Regions from separate parts of the Anas platyrhynchos genome. Here region 2 is linked to region 1. Evidence: chromatin contacts called from public Hi-C data. All regions are on one chromosome and are shown on one strand. The core of a region is the stretch at or near the end of the contact, and the rest is flanking DNA. Distances in the headings are between cores, read along the strand shown.

Evidence for each region. Hi-C and Micro-C count contacts between places; a contact is called where the count stands out from the background.
Region 2: a contact with region 1 is called in a Hi-C map of subcutaneous adipose tissue, with 4 times the contacts expected there. The contact joins two enhancer-like sites. A contact is called at or near these places in 5 of 8 Hi-C or Micro-C datasets (F1 follicle, liver, skeletal muscle and 1 more).

What each region holds. Positions count from the first base shown.
Region 1 is chr21:10,682,992-10,686,409 of IASCAAS_PekinDuck_T2T, forward strand. The region is part of intron 12 of NFATC2 (nuclear factor of activated T cells 2); the gene reads right to left. Among named protein-coding and RNA genes, the nearest start is that of NFATC2, 100 kb to the right of the region's middle. Within about 2 kb of position 1,785, at least 2 of the 8 cell types and tissues checked have an H3K27ac peak or open chromatin away from gene starts, as enhancers often do. A contact at or near this core is called in subcutaneous adipose tissue, where this site is marked.
Region 2 is chr21:10,802,089-10,805,242 of IASCAAS_PekinDuck_T2T, forward strand. It overlaps ATP9A (ATPase phospholipid transporting 9A (putative)), which reads right to left. Exons shown (of 28, transcript XM_027442931.3): 18 at 2,390-2,560; 19 at 357-455; 20 at 10-99. Among named protein-coding and RNA genes, the nearest start is that of NFATC2, 18 kb to the left of the region's middle. Within about 2 kb of position 1,888, at least 3 of the 8 cell types and tissues checked have an H3K27ac peak or open chromatin away from gene starts, as enhancers often do. A contact at or near this core is called in subcutaneous adipose tissue, where this site is marked.

The DNA of each region.
Region 1 (3,418 bases), core at 535-3,034:
GCAGGCTACAGATTTTTGGTAAGCAAGAGGGAAGGAGAGGAGAGAGAGGGTTTACACAGTGTTTGGCATGCTTCAAGTACCATGAAAACACAACTGACAACTTGCACCATGTGTCCAGTACATGCTACGTCCCCTATGTAACACAACTCCTTCACAGACTTTTCCTTTACCCACATTTTAAAAAATAAAAAATAAAAATAAAAAATCTCTAAGTGTCTGAGCATTTTAATATTTTTCACTAGGATAAAATGAGAGTATTCTGAAAAGAGAAGGGCCAGATTTGGACGAAATATAGTGGATAGTGCTGAAAACACCGAGACTGCAACTGAGGTGCAAAAGCATTGGCTTTATTGTTTTCATTTTCTTTTCAAAAATCTCACTGTTTGAGCTATGTTCTCATTCTGGTTTGTTTGTAGATTGTAGCATAAGCAAACTTCCATACAATGCTGTAAGACTCTGAGGACAGGCTTGGAAATAAAGCTCAAGAGAAGACACCGAATCACTTCATTCTCTGTTTAAAAAGAACTGAACAGATTACATTTTGTACACAACAGCCGTCCTCTCCTGTACACCTTTCACATGCTTGCCTAAAGCACCCCTTGGTACCTCCTGGCACAACTTTTCTTTCTAGGCAGCGATTTTGTTAAGAGAGAGCCCTAACACACGAGTGTGTTGGTGCAGAACTCCAGAACTGCCTGTCTGGGGACTCCGTTTCCGTGCAGCTCCTTGGCACTGTATGCACAGGGGTAGGGGGGATTGCCAACTTTGGAAACTGCTTATTTACTCTAAGAAATTTGCCTTAAAAACGAAGACCAAATTTTCTAAGGTTTCAGACCCCAAATCTGAATGATTTCATCCCATTGGTACTTCAGGGCTAAGACAAGGACCAAGTCAAAGCTGAGCAGATCCTCACCCAAGCCTGATTAATTGTCAGGGATAAAGCTGTAAGACTCCACAACACTTAAGCCTGTTTCTAACAAATGATCATGAAAAATAGCAATGAACATAGTATTTCACCAACAAGTAAAATGCGGTGCCCAATCTCGTATCATCTCTGGGAGATCACACGCATTAATTTATAATAGTATGACTAATACTGGGACTAGCAGCGAGATAAAAGAAGCGGGCACCCACTCTCACGGGGTCATTTCCTTTCTAACAACAATGGAATTTATCTCAGAAAAAAAAAAATCTATGGTTTATGTGAAGCTCAGAGCTGTTGCTATACAGCTGTCTGGTGTGGCTGGGCACTTCTCAAGGACCAAACGTCTGCACAGAGCAGTGTAGGTGCAGGGTGGGAGGCGCAGGGCAGCAGTCCTCTGAGTTTCCATGTGCCCCATGGCCTGTGCTGATGGAGGATGAGGAGGGGGCTGAAGGCTCTGCAGGGTCTCACTGGAGAAGCCCACCTGTGGGCTGGGGAGCCCAGCAGTGCAGCGAGCCGCCCTGGTCTCTGCCGTGGGCTCTGACACGAGGCACGACCCATCCCTCCGTGCTCAGAAATCCCCCTGTGAGCAGCCTGGGTTTCAGCTCTTCTTTCTCATTCCAGCCAGGAAACGCCTGGTTTCAATCAGATTGGTGCCTGCTGAGGAGCACATGGGCCAAAAATAGGTGTCTGACAGCCTGGCCTCTCCTGCTGCCCAGCCTTCTGCAGCCACTGTCACCTGGTGGCCTCTGTCCTCAGCCTTTTGGGTGAATCCATGCCTGTGAAGCACTTCACAGGGGGGGGATTTGGTTATAGCTGCTCTGCAGTGCAAGCAAGCAACCAGAGGGAGGTGAGGTTGGTCTACTTTCAGGCAAAGCCCTCCTGTGGCTCAGTCAGAAGGGCTTCCTGTTTGCTCTACCCAGGAAATGAGAGGAGCAGGTCTTCAATGGAAATTTTTCACAGTCTCAGCTAAAAATAGCAGTGAGGTAAAAGAAGTGGGCACCCACTCTCACAGGGTCATTTCCTTTCTAACAACAAGTGGGCTGAGGCTGCAGGCCGATTTATTTATTGACAGGTTTGTTTGAGCTGCCAGCACACCAAAAATGCTGTGTACGAGTTTCCTTTCATACAATGCAGCCACTGCTCATGGAAACATCGAGCCAAGTCATCTTGGTCTAAGAGGGGTTAAATATTAGGTGAACGAGCAGGTAATTAATGGTGTTTGCTAACCCTTAGCCTTCGGAGGGGTCCCTTTTTGGTGCTGTTTCTCAGGCTGAGCTTCAGGCGAAGCGAAAGCTATCGAGCAGCAATAGCAAACCGCGAGCCCCGAGCCCAGCCAGCGCGGTCCCGCTCGCGGCTCCAGGCAGGTGGGACGATGCGGTGACGGCTTACTCAGCCTGCAGCCTTCACTTTCCCTCCTGCATGCTGTCTTGGAGGTCAGCAGTGGGTTTTGTGGGCTGAGGTTACAGACGGACAGCAATCTGAACGAGCTACAGTTGCAGGGGGACGTGGAACAGCAGCCCTGTGGAGGGGCTGCAGGACCACGCTGGAGGGCACAGCCGGGCTCCCTCCGTGTGAGCTCTCACAGGCTGCAAATTGGGGTTTTGTTGTATCCAAATGACAAGGTCGCTCCCTGTCATTGGGTGGCCTGAATGTCCTGTACTCACCCTGAATTCCAGCTAAATCCACGTGGAGGGCAGTGAGGGGCAATTTAAGCTCAGCTACACTGGAGCTCCAAGGGAAGGATGTGCCAGTCAACAACTGCCCAAGCACAAAAAGCCAAAATCTACACCCAGAGCCCCTAAACTAACAGACATGGAGTGGATCCCAAGGCAGGTATGGCTCTCCTGGCTTGGAGTCACTTCCACACAGCCTGGTGACATTGCCCACCTCCAGCGCATCTGCTCCAGAGATCTGGGGAGCACTTGGATGCAGCCTGAGGTGTAATCTCAGCGGCTTGGGTTTCAATAGCAGGGTGAACAAAACCGGCAAACTGAGACATATCTAAACTTCAGAGGAAGCTGAGCTCATGCACGGAACTTGCTATTCTGAAGTCCCACCTATCTTTTTTTGGTAACATGGTTAAAATGCCTCTCAAGTATCAGTTCTCATTATCTGCTCATTTCTAGCTGTGAGGAAATAGAGATAACATGATTAATAAATAAAATGTTATTTAAGGTGCCTGGCATGTGGCAGCTCTGGAGCACACTGCTGTTGATCCATTTAATGAGCAATTAAATGGGGACATGAGGACATATGCAAAGATTATGAAAGATGAAATCATAAAAAAATGTATTGAAATGAGAGCTGACGTCAGCCATCCAGACCAAGGAAATGCCTAGGGAGGCCTGAATCTCTTCAGCATATCCTGTTAGATACTGCTGCTGGATGGGTATTGCCACAGCTCTGGTGCTTGGAGATCCCCACGCTAGCTTGGAGACTGGCTAAAATCACAGGGGGCTGGCTGCGTTGTGCTAATCACCCAGCTTTGATGGG
Region 2 (3,154 bases), core at 638-3,137, 120 kb after region 1:
TCAGCCTACCTCCAGCGAGTCGCCAGAAATAACAAGCGCGCAGTCATGTTTCCGGCGGAAGGCATTCAGCTCGAGATGGGCTTCTCCACGGTTAGTCACCTGGAGAAAAACATGGCAGGGAGGAAGAGTTTGTTTGTTTTCACCCCAACAAAGCAAACAAGTCTCAAGGCGAGCAAAAGCAGTATGGACAGGCAGCACACTGATAAACAAAACCTCAAGGGGATAAAAAGCTGGGTCAAAAAAACATAAATAGTCTGGGTCTGCTGCTGGAACAGAGCTCTGATCTCAGCACCCCTCCTGTCCTGGCATTTGGTGACCTGAACAGGTCTTGAGAGGAGTACACGGGTATTACTCACTAGTCTGAATATATGGATGTCCTGTGTCCGTGTCACCAAATGAGCATTCTTCGCTGTACACGTGGCTGTCTCTAGCTTATCCCCTGTCAGCATCCACACCTAAAATCCAAGTATTTAATATATTAAACACAAAACTTAACAGCCACGTCTGCAAGACATCTAAAATTACCACCTATCAGTTCAGGCATGGAAGAGAATTATTAGGAAATACACATACAAGTTATTTCCCTAAAAAAGCCCTATTTTAATATGTACAGAAAATTCTCATGTATGAAAAAAAAAAAGCAAAGCTTTTAAAGAGGCTGAATTGCAAAAGAGGTTACAAGCTGAATAGCATTTTTCCACCTGCAATATTTCAAGATTCTGCTGATAAAACCCACAAAATGCAAGCTAAAGAATGTGTATGCGTGTGTTAATGTGTCCCACCCCAGCTATTTCTTGTACGCTGAAATAAGCAGGCCTCGCTGCAGAAATATCCCTCATGGCCCTGCCTCAAATGTGGATGATGCAACTGGGGTTAGCTCACTGCTGATGTGTGCGTCTGGAACAGACTGAGTTGGTTTTGTGTTAGTCTTTTTTTTTTTTTTTAAATATATATACACACACACTGCTCTTTTTATTTTCTGCTGGTGGGGGGGCATTTGAAAGCAATGTCAGCAGCAATATTCAGCAGCAATAATATATTATAGTCTGGCAGGGAATTCCTTCAATACTGTAAATATATATTTTCTATTATTTTCTTTTTTTTTCTCTATTTCCCCCCCCCTCTGTTTTTTCAGTGTTTTTATTCTTTCAAGACAACGCCCAAGATTATTTAACTATTTAACTAAACTTTTTTAAAAATTCACAGGGACTCATTTATTTAATAATCTGAGGTTGGAAAATGATTTGATCTTAACAAGATGGTCCCTGTAATGAATTACAAGACTGCCTTCAGTTCTGATTTGCTTTTTGCATGCTATACCCTAATGAACATACCGCCATAACAAGCACAGCCCTGCACAACCCACACTGCACCACAACGCCCACTGCAGCCAAGGTGAGAAGACAATATTAAACTGCTCCGGAGTTACTGGCCAGATCTATATCAGATAAAGCCACAGCACTGCTGAGTAACTTTTATTCTGCTCATCTCACTTTGTAGCTCAAGATCATGTTGCTTAAAGGGATTGCTCCAAACAGAAAACACTTCTGGAAGACTGTCCTAAGCCTGGAATTCCAATTCCTATCTAAATTCCAACACACAGCCCTCCCTGCTTTTGTATTTGCAGCACAGCTCAATATTTTGCTCACTTTTATATTTCAAGCAGAAAAGCCACAAGCAGAACATTTTATCTACTTTTACTGCCTGAATCTGAATGTTTAGTCTTTTATTTTTTCCCTTTTTCAAATCCAGAATCTGAATGACAAGTTCTCAGAGAGGAAAACTGAGCAAGAATCCTTCTCTGCCAAGCACAGCTGGGGCCATAAGTGCCTGCGTCTCAGATGCAGGAGCCCAAAAAAAATGGGTTTCCAGCCTCTCATTCTCTTGGCTCAGGCACCCTCTAGTGGCTGCTGCAAAGCATTGACCTCCACAGCCGAGCGCTTCATCCCAGCTCCACCGTGTGCCAGAGTCATTGAATCATAAAGGTTGGAAAAGACCTTCAAGATCATCTGGTCCAACCATCTCCCTACTACCAATGTCACCCACTAAACCCCACAACAGCCCTGTTGTTTCATGCAACCCCCAAGTCTCCTCCAGCTCCCCTCCTGCACGTGCACCCGGTTTCTCGGTGGATGGAGCCAGAACAGGCTGAGGGAAGAAAAGCACAGAAGATGACACACTCTCACGTGTTAACTTTTAACATTTCCCACATGTTCTGTACCCAAAGTCGTGCTCAAATGCATCAGCCAGCCTCCCTGTTCCTGCTCCCAAAGGGCACTTGCTAGAACATTTAATCGACAGGGCCCCAAACCGTCAGCTTCTGCCTGCAGGACAGTAAACTCCTGAGAGCCTAGGTATTTCTGCCGGGGTAATATTAAATTAGGCAAACCTTAATGCCAGCATTTCTCAGGGTCTCCAGAGTGGGCCTGACGTCTGCCTGCAGCTGATCCTCCACACCGGTGAGACACAGCAGCTCCATCTCCATCTCCAGGCTCTCGATGACCGTGGCCACCTTCAGGGAGCGGTCGTGCACGCTCAGCTTCGCCTGCACGTAGCGTGCCTGAGGACAGAGCAGAGGTAGACACAGCCACATGAACGGTCAGCTTGCATTTTTGTGCAACACAGGGTTAGCCAGCATGAAGCCCCAAAACTATCTGCTGACTGTCATTCAGAGGTGTCACCTGTAATGGCCCATGAGCACAAGATGCTGTTACAGAATGGGCCAGAAAATGTTTCAGGAAGTTTGTGTCATTCTGCCCCGTCCCCTGCCAGCCAAGCGACATGGCACACAGCATGGCACACACACACAAACCTGGGAACGCTGCCATCACACCACAGGTCCAACCACTGCTTTTGTGACTAACACTTCTCCAAACGAGGACAACAGAGAATCCTAAAGTTTCCCACCATCTCACTTCTGCATTTAACCAGTTTTACTTCACATTTTGCCTGCTTGGGGTACAGAAGTTAGCACCGTGTACAGAGACCCATCTAACAAACCCCACGCGTGAAGCTTGTGTTTCCATGAAGCCTGGCTGTGTTTTATGTGGGATGTTTGTAGTTTCCCTGAATGCCAGAATGCAACAATGAAAATTAAAAGCCAACACATTGCCTCAAACAAACACAACTTGTCTAACGAATGATGGATATTTGC